Regions from separate parts of the Rattus norvegicus genome. Here region 2 is linked to region 1. The links are chromatin contacts, called in public Hi-C maps. All regions are on one chromosome and are shown on one strand. Each heading gives the region's core, a stretch centred on a gene start, on an enhancer-like site or on the middle of the called end of the contact. The rest is flanking DNA. Distances are from core to core; before and after follow the strand shown.

Region 1 (4,962 bases), core at 671-3,170:
GATCTGTAGTTCCAAGCTAGTCTGAGCTACAGAGTGAGTTCCAGAACTACAAAAACAAACAAACCTGGGTATAATGGGCACACCTTTAATTACAGCACTTGGAAGACAGAGGCAGGCAGAACTCTATGAGTTCCAGACCAGCCAGGGCTACAAAAACTTGAGATGACTTTAAAAAGTCTCAAAAATTAAAAGAGAGAGAGAAAAACAAAAGGAAAAAAAATAGAACGAAAAAAGCCTAGTCTAGTCTGAAGTAAACAGTTCATTCGAGATCTTGATCTGCTTTTAAAAAGAAAAAAAAAAAGGAAAAGAAGTGTACTTTATCCTGAAGGCCAAAGGATGAGTATTAAAACTTTTCAAGCATGAGCTAGGATTAGAAGCATATGCCTGTCATCTCAGAACTTGGGAGGCTGAAGCAGAAAGGCCACCACCAGCCCTAGCTTCACAGGAAGACCCTGACGAAAGTCACAAACAAAAGATTTAGCGCAGAGATGGGAACCAGAGAGGCTCCACATGTGACTACTCAACACAGTGTAAGTCTTGGTCTCTCATGCCACTGACACCCAGTAGTCAACAGAAACTTGAAGGAACTAGTTCCAAGGATCAGAAGAGAGGGAGTCCCTGCAGACCCAGCTAGTGTATTCATCCCAGCAGAGATAAACCAACAATTTCCTGAGCTGCTTGTACCCCAGGTCTGGTTGGAAATGCCAGAAAGACTCAGCTCAGAAAAGCTGGGTTCTATCTCATCGCTGTAGCCCGGTATCTTCCCTCAAGTGAGTCTATCTGCCCCGTCTTTGAGATCCTACAGCCCTTCATCTCCTCATCCCGACTTCTGTCACTTCCCTAGTATGTTTACACAGTCTCCTTTCCCACTCCCCTGACTGCAGGGACAAGGCTGGAGACAGCTTTACAGCCATTAAGTATGGGCCTCTCACTCAACTCCTCCATTAACCACTGGGGAAATGAAGACCCAAAGGAAGAAACTTGTCCAAGGTCACATCCAGTCAGCTTCACGCACCCCTCCCAGTCGGTCCTCCTCACCCCTGAGCTTCCTCCTACATGTCAGTGACATCCCAGTGGGTGGGTCGACAGCACCTTGCTGTCACTCCATCAATTCCAGCAGAAGCCTGCACTGTGCCTGAGTGAACTGGTACGCTCTGAAGTCTCAGTGTAGTTTGGGTAGTAATGGGTTAGAAGGCAAACGCGCCTGGACCAATTTCTCTATTTGATCAGCTAAGGTTAAAAGCGCCCATCTCAGTCCAGACCACCCACGGTCAGCTTTTTCATAGAACGAATAACAAAGCTAACCTGGGTGACCTTCTACAAGCGCCTTCGACTCATTCCTCGGATCCTTGTCTGTGAAATGGGTCGGTCCGCCTCCGCAGCCCATGCCCTTTCTCCACCACAAATTACCGTATTTGCCCTGAGCTTGAAAACTACCAATCACTGCCCCCTATCTCAGGCACTGCGGAGCGGACCCAGAACGCCAGACCTCTCTAGGAAAAGTGTTGGAGCCTGGAACCACACAGTCACTCGAGGACCGAGGACGCTTGGGTTTACAAGTTTGCGCCCCTCCGCGCCACCCTCTCCTCAGCTCGAGCAAGGAGTCCGCTGGACGCCCGGCGCGAGCCTGCAGGAGACCTGGCGCGCAACAGGGCCCGGTTCCCGCCACCGTCCGGCCTCCTGGGCAGCCGGGCGCCGCCAGGGCCCAATATTCAAGGTCCCTCTGGGGCATGGAGCCCCCGGTGCATCCGACTCCTCCAAAAAGGACAAGACACTCCCTGCAGGAGTGTCCCCCCGCTGGGGAAGAGCCCCCTCAGGCACCTCTCGGCCTCCGTACCTGACCAGAGCTGCCTCCCCCGGCCGCCACCACGGCGCTGCCGGCCCCGTCCGCCTCCTGCGCCGCCGCCATCTTCCTGCTCCGGGTCCCCGCCCCCGCCGCCAGCCCCGCCCCGTCCCCGACGGCGCCAGCGCAATCGCGCGAGATCTCACATTTAGCCCACCCCGCCAGGCTTCCGTATCTGAACGGAGCGCCTCAAGCCACGCCCTCTTGAAGACCCGTCTCGGCCACCGTACTCCGCTTCCACCTCTTTTCATCGCAGGATATTTGTTTTGGTCTAGCATAGAGTGACTTCTCCGAGTACTTGAACTTTCTAGTCTAAAATGCTCTTTTCATGGATTCTACTTTGTACACCCTGCCAAGTTGGATGATTTTTTTTTGATTGTATGGCCATTCCAAGCAATTCGACCGCAGTTCGGATTGCCGTTTCTTCGCGGTTTTTACAGTCGATGGTTTCGGAGATTTCTGGCCACCGTAGCGATTCGTAGCAACCCACTAGAGCCACGCCCCTATTGAAAAGAAACCCCCTTTCTGGCTGTGACTTTTCGTCATACGGGGTGGTCATTACCTTGTTATTTTCACTTCTAATGCGATTTCCTTTTTTTTTTTTTTTTTTTGGTTCTTTTTTTTCGGAGCTGGGGACCGAACCCAGGGCCTTGCGCTTCCTAGGTAAGCGCTCTACCACTGAGCTAAATCCCCAGCCCCGATTTCCTTGTTTTAAACTTTAGTCGTCTACCTCGGGAGATTGTAGTCTCTCCATTCATTCTTACAACGCATCTGCTTTCTTACGGACACCGCACCTGGAAATAGGACCCTAGCCACTTTTTCTTTTCTTTTTTTTTTTTTCGGAGCTGGGGACCGAACCCAGGGTTGCGGTTGCTAGGCAAGCGCTCTACCACTGAGCTAAATCCCCAACCCCTAGCCACTTTTTAAAAATAAAGGTTCATGTATTTATTTTATACTATATCTGCATGTCACACGAGGGCATCAGATCACCTTATAGGTGGTTGTGAGCCACCGTTGCTGAAGTAAACTCAGGACCTCTGAAAGAGCAGATAATGCTCTTAACCGCTAAACCATCTCTCCAGCCCGGACCCTAGCCGCTTTTAGGCTGTTTAGTTTAGTACTCGTCTTCCAGTAGGGGGTCTATGCTTTCCGGCAAACCTCGAATCTTTAAATACAAAGACAGGATCTCATATTGTAGCTCAGACCCGCCTCAACTCCTGACCCTCCTGCCTCAGCCTCTGGAATACTGAGGATAAAACGCCACAAACCTGATTAATAACCGTATTTTCTCTTTTTGCTTGTTCATTTTGATGGGTAAAGGGAAAGGTCTTGAAATGAAATCCTGGCTGTGGCAGGCATAGAATTAGTGGCATCTTCCGGTCTCATTCTTCAGAATGCTATCTGGGATTACAGTTTATGTCCCAGCACATTAAACAAGTGACAGACCAAATCGTTTGGGTTCAGACTCCATCTTAGAGAACCTGTCCTAAGGAGGAACTCAAGTAAACCAACAGGCCAGTACCTAGCACCAGTTTTGAGGCTCCACCTCAACAAGAGCTTGAATAAAGAGACCCTAATGTGATTGCATTGGATTCAACTCCTTGGTGGTCTTTGGGGTTTCATGGCACAACACAAAAACACCATGATTTTACATTAGCTACAAAACCTCTCAATTTGCTCTTACCCTCTTTTGCTCTTGCTTCTCTGCTCTCTTCCCCTCTGTCCCCTGTCCCTTCTCTCCCCATCCTTCCCTCTTTCCCTCCACGTGCCCATGGCCCGCCTCCTTTGTTTCTCCCTCTACTCTTCTCTCATTAAACTCTCCACGTGGAAAAAAAAAAAACTCTCAATTTTATTAGCTAAGAAGTTAGTGAATTACATCAGTTACAAAAATCTCTCAAATTTTATAGTGGCTACAAAATCAAAGATTGTTAGACAACAATCAGGGACTGGTATGTTGGTGCTCAACTCTAGTCCCAGCACTGGGAAGGCAGAAGCCGGAAGATCTCTGAGTTTATAGTCAGCCTGAGCTGCATAGCTACATATACCCTGTCTCAATAAAGAATTGTGAGCTGCCCAACAGGAGGGCTAAGAACTGACTGCTGTCCTCTGGAAACAAGCCCTCTTAATTGCTGAGAGTGGCTCTACCCCTACTAAAACATAGTTTTAAAATAAGTGGGGTTGGGGATTTAACTCAGTGGTGCCCTGGGTTCGGTCCCCAGCTCCGAAAAAAAAAAAAAAAAGTTAGATTCATCATTTTATATCTTCACGTATGGATGTGCACTTTGTTAGGGCCTAGTGTCCTTGAAATCCAGAAGAGGGCACCAGGTCCCTGGAACTGAAGTTACAGACTGTCGTGAGTGGCCATGTAATTCCTGGAAATGGAACCCAGCTGCTCTAGAAGAACAGCTAAGCCATCTCAGCAGCTCCAACTAAAAAGTCTTTCACGTAAGGGCCTGGAAAGAGGGCTCACTGGTTAAAGGCACTGGCTGCTCTTCCAGAGGACACAGATTCCCTGACACCCTTACACAGACATACATGCAGGCAAAACACCAATACTCATAAAATAAGAAAATAAATAAATCAGCAGGGTGGTGGTGCACGCCTTTAATCCCAGCACATATGAGGCAGAGGCAGGCAGATCTCGGAGTTCGAGGCCAGCCTGGTTTACAGAGTTCCCGATGAAGTCTGCATTGGTTACTTTCCTGTTGCTGTGACATAACACCATGGCCAAAGGCAAGTTTTGGAAGAGTATACTTTCACCTGTAACTCCAAAGAGAGAGTACATTGTGGGGGAGGGGGACATAGGCAGCAGGTATGCTGGTTGGAGCAAGTAACTGAGAGCTCATCTTCAATTAAATGTATAAAGAACAGAGAGAGAGAAAGAGAGCGCGCTTTGAACTCTCAAAGACCACTTCAAATGACCTACCTGTTCCCTCCAGTAAGACCTCACCTCCTAGGTGTCGCCAAACAGTACCACCAACTGAAGACCAGGCCACACCTCTGAGCCTATGGGGGACATTCCCATTCAAACCATTACACTGTAGGAGAACATGAATCCCTCTATAGGCAGTTTTCACATCCTCATTGAGTTCTCCTGTTTCCTGACTCTGAACAGGAAG
Region 2 (4,500 bases), core at 206-2,705, 140 kb after region 1:
AGTGAAAGCTAATTCCGTGTAGCTGAGCAGTGGTGATGCATATGCCTTTAATGCCAGCACTCGAGAGGCAGAGGCAGGTGGATCTATGTGAGTTCTGGGCCAGCCTGGTCTACAGAGAGAACTCCAGGACAACCAAGGCTACACAGAGAAACCCCAACTACAAACAACCAACCAATCAGCCAACGAAACAGAAGAACGAGTTTATTACTCTGGGCTGATTGTGGTGGCTGAGCCCTTTGACCCCAGCACTCAGGAGGCAGAGGGAGGTGGATCTCTGTGAGTTTGAGGCCAGCCTGGTCTACATAGTGAGTTTAAAGACCAGCTGGAACTACACAAGAAAGAAAGAAAGGAAGGAAGAAGAAGAAGAGATTTGCATTTTCTTTATATATAGTCATGTACACATATACATATACACACACATATACAAATGTATATACACATACATACACACACATATAGTATACATATAGTATTTATAGTTTGTTATATTTCATCATAAGCCAGGCAAGCCACGACTAAGGCTAGGGAGTCAGGTTCAAATCACCAGTTTAGACCTTGCTCTGGGGTCCAGATCCAGTTCGCCTGTGCAGCTGTCCCTCAGAGAGGGCAGGCAAGTACAAGGTCCTTGGAACTGAAGTCCTTGACAGAACCCAGGCAGGTGGGGATGGGGGTAGGGGCGGGAGCTGGCCTGTTTCTCAGGCTGGACAGGTGGGTCCACTTATCCTGCCTCCCCAACAGGAAGTCTGCGCTCCCTACATTCACAAGGCCGTGTGTGTCTAAGGCCTCTAGGGGAGAGACATGCCTGGACCCCAGATGCAAGTTGATCCACAAAAGGAAGAAAGGGGGTCTGGTGGCAGGGGTGCTTAACGTAGGAGAAAATGGGGAAGAGGGTTCGACCTGTACCCTTAGGTCTGATGGAAGAAAGGTCTTGACTCTTGGGTCTGATTGAGGAGGGTTGGAGCCTGGACCCCTAGGTCTGAGGGAGGAGGCTGGAGCCTGGACTCCCGGGTCTGAGGGAACAGGTGGCACACTCCGGAAATCACTAGTTTGTGACTTGTCTCCGAGGTAGGTTAGCACTCACCTGAATCTGGAGCCCTCCGGGAAAACATCCTGGTTCGCGTCCTTTTTGCCGCGGTGTGGCAGGAGCTCAGCCACCTGCCTGCCTTTGGCCTCCAGGTTGGTCAGGTAGATAACCAGAAAATCACCGGCGCCTCCGGGACCCTCGGGGTCTCCCCTGGTCTTATCGCTCCGGGCTTTTGCCACCTCTCGAAGTAGCTGTGCGGTGCGGGGTAGCAGGTCCCGTAGCGACGGGGGCCCCACGAACAGCCTGAGATCCCTGCATTGCTCTTCCAGGCGCTGGAGCAACTTTACCGCCCGGCCAAGCGCGCGTGGCTCTCCCCACTGCCACCCTTGCGGGGCTGTAGCCGCAGCCATGGGTCGCTCGGGTGGCCTGGGACTGGGACGGAGGGGTGTGGCGGGGAAAGGCTCCAGGTTGGGCGGGACCAAAGGGGAGCAAGAGGGCGGGGTCTGGAGGACCGGGAGGGGACTGCAGGTGGCTGCAACCCTAAATGGGCCAGGCTAGAGAGCCTGAGGGGAGAGGGCTGAAGCTGGACCCCTGGGTCTGAGGAAAGAGGTGGCTGGTAGAGGTGAGGACGCTGGGTGCTCGGTTCTCCACACTCTGCAGGGAGGAGCAAGGCACTCCTTCCTGAATTGTGGCTGAAGATGCCAGTCTTTGCTTATAGGGTGGTCAGAGAGCTGAGTCTCCTAAGAACAGAAAGTCAAGTAGTTACTCTGTCCCCGAGGGAAGCTCTGGCTCCCGTGGCAGGTAAGGGAAATTAAGTTGCAGTTTAAGTACCCAGATTTTCAAAAGAGGTGAAAGGGGTGTGGCGGAAAGTGAAGTTCAGGAATGCACAGGACTGCAGGAAGTGGCTGCCGGGCAGGTTTGCACCCCAACCTGCCAGACCTGTAGGGTCGGCCCCGACGTGCTTCAGGCAGCCACCAGAGGGCGCCGTGAACACAGTTCTCTCTGTCCCAGGGCACTCAGGGCACCCAGTAAGCCAGTCACCGCCCCAGCTAGACCGGGTACTGACTCCTCCTCAGTCTGCCTGCTCGCTCTCTCCCTCTCTCGCTCTCTCTCTCCTTTTCACCCTCTTCCCCCTCCTCCTCCCCTCCTCTTCCCTTTTCTCCCTCTCTTCCCCCCTCTCTTCCTCTTCCCTCTCCCCATCTCCCTCCCCCCTCCCTCCCTCTCCCTCACTGCTTGGCAAAAACTCCAGATCCAGGGGATCTGAAGCCTCTATCCACTGAAGGCACCCTGGGTAAGCACATGAGCGCGCGTGCACACACACACACACACACACACACACACACACACACACACACACACCACACAGACACATGCACACACACACACACCACAGAGAGACACACACACCACAGAGAGACACACATACACCACAGACACACACCACAGGCACACACACGCACACTCACATACATACACACACCACACACACCACTCACAAGCACACACACCCCCACACACACCACACACGGACATACACACACACACCCTAACAAGGGCTGGGTGGGGGCTACCGCTCAGTTGCTGAGTGTTTGTCCAGAGCATCCAAAGCTCCCTCCCCAGCATCACAGAAATGAAATATAGTGACCTGTGCCTGTTAGCCCATCACTTGGGAAGTGGAGGCAGGGGAATTACCAGTTCCAAGTCTACTTCATCTATGTATCAAGTTCGTAGATTTAGTTTTGGCTATGTGAGAATCTACCTCATTCCCTCCCCAATATAATGACTAAAATAAAAATACTATGTATGCTGCTCTATTTCTGTGAGACACACAGGATAGGTGGTTTTAAACATTAAAACATAAACGTATTGTTTTAATTTGTAATTAATAGTATGTAATAGTCATTAGGATTTGGGGAAAGACAGGAACTAACAATGGGTTTCTTCTCACTTTCCTTTCTTTTGAGACAGGCTCTCACTAGTATAGCCCATGTAGACCAGGCTAGCCTCAAACTTCAGAGGTACAGAAATCCACCAGCCTCTGCCTTCTGGGTGCTGGAATAAAGGCACATGCAGAACTTTTTTAAAAAAATATTCTATTGAAATTAAATTTATTAAAACAAACAAAACTCCAGAAAACCTAGCAATGGTGATGCACATCTTTAACCCCAGCACTGGGGAGGCAGAGGCAGGCAGATCTCTGAGTTCAAGGCCAGCCTGGTCTACAGATCAAGTTCCAGGACAGCCAGGGCTACACAGAGAAACCCTGTCTGACTTGAAGAAAACAATAACTAAATCTGCTTAACTGATAACATAAAAACTGAACGTTAGTGGGCTGTGCTCATGAAAGTGTCCTGCAAGGCCCGAGTCAGGTTTAGACTTCTCTCTCCTCAAACTCGCATCATTTCTTAAGGTCTTTTCTGTCAAGCTGTTGATTTTATTTAAATTACGTGTATGCCTGTGTGTCTGCAGGATCTCTGAGGGAGCCAGGAAAGGAGGCCAGGTTCCCCTGGAGCTGGAGTTACGGGCAGTTTTGAGCTCTTGATGTGAGTGCTGGGTACTGAACCCCAGTCTGCTGCAGGTGCCGGAAGTTCTCTTTCTGCTGAGCCATCACTTCACCTCTTTCTTTCTTTTTTTATTTTTAAATAATTTATTTTGTTTTGTGTGTATGTGTGCTTTGCATGTGTGTCTGTGAACCACCTTCATGCAGTACCCATGCATCTCCTGGAACTGGAGGTGGCTGTGAATCACCATGGGGTGCTGAGAATTGAACCTGGAACCTCTTCTAGAGCAGCCAGTGCTCTTAAGCACTGACATCTCTCTCTAGCCTTTTATTTGTAAGTAGGTAGCCCAGGATGGTCAGTGCTTCATACATCACTGTATGTAGCTCAGGCTAGCCTCACACTTTCTTTTTTTCTTTTTTCCAGAGCTGGGGACCGAACCCAGGGCCTTGCGCTTGCTAGGCAAGCGCTCTACCACTGAGCTAAGTCCTCAACCCCTAGCCTCACACTTTCTGTTATCTGTTCTAGCCTTGGAAGTGCTGAGATGACAGGTTTGTGCCTCCTCAGTGCTGAGGTGACTGACAGGTGTGTGTCTCTGCAGTGCTGAGGTGACTGACAGGTGTGTGCCTCCTGGGTGCTGAGGTGACTGACAGGTGTGTGTCTCCACAGTGCTGAGGTGACTGACAGGTGTGTGTCTCCACAGTGCTGAGGTGACTGACAGGTGTGTGTCTCTGCAGTGCTGAGGTGACTGACAGGTGTGTGTCTCCGCAGTGCTGAGGTGACTGACAGGTGTGTGTCTCTGCAGTGCTGAGGTGACTGACAGGTGTGTGTCTCCACAGTGCTGAGGTGACTGACAGGTGTGTGCCTCCACAGTGCTGAGGTGATTGACAGGTGTGTGCCTCCTGGGTGCTGAGGTGACTGACAGGTGTGTGCCTTTGCAGTGCTGAGAAAGTCTGAGAGGATAATGAAACAGCACAC

Evidence for each region. Hi-C and Micro-C count contacts between places; a contact is called where the count stands out from the background.
Region 2: a Hi-C map of the A7r5 cell line shows a contact between it and region 1, with 5 times the contacts expected there. The contact joins the promoter of Cblc here to the promoter of Clptm1 in region 1. A contact is called at or near these places in 8 of 12 Hi-C or Micro-C datasets (the A7r5 cell line, the Rat2 cell line, Schwann cells and 4 more).

Annotation. Positions count from the first base shown.
Region 1 is chr1:88,447,127-88,452,088 of GRCr8, forward strand. It overlaps Clptm1 (CLPTM1 regulator of GABA type A receptor forward trafficking), which reads right to left and starts at 1,921. Exons shown (of 14, transcript NM_001106232.1): 1 at 1,838-1,921. The coding sequence starts at 1,909.
Region 2 is chr1:88,583,254-88,587,753 of GRCr8, forward strand. Cblc (Cbl proto-oncogene C) reads right to left here and starts at 1,456. Exons shown (of 12, transcript NM_001034920.2): 1 at 1,082-1,456. The coding sequence starts at 1,434.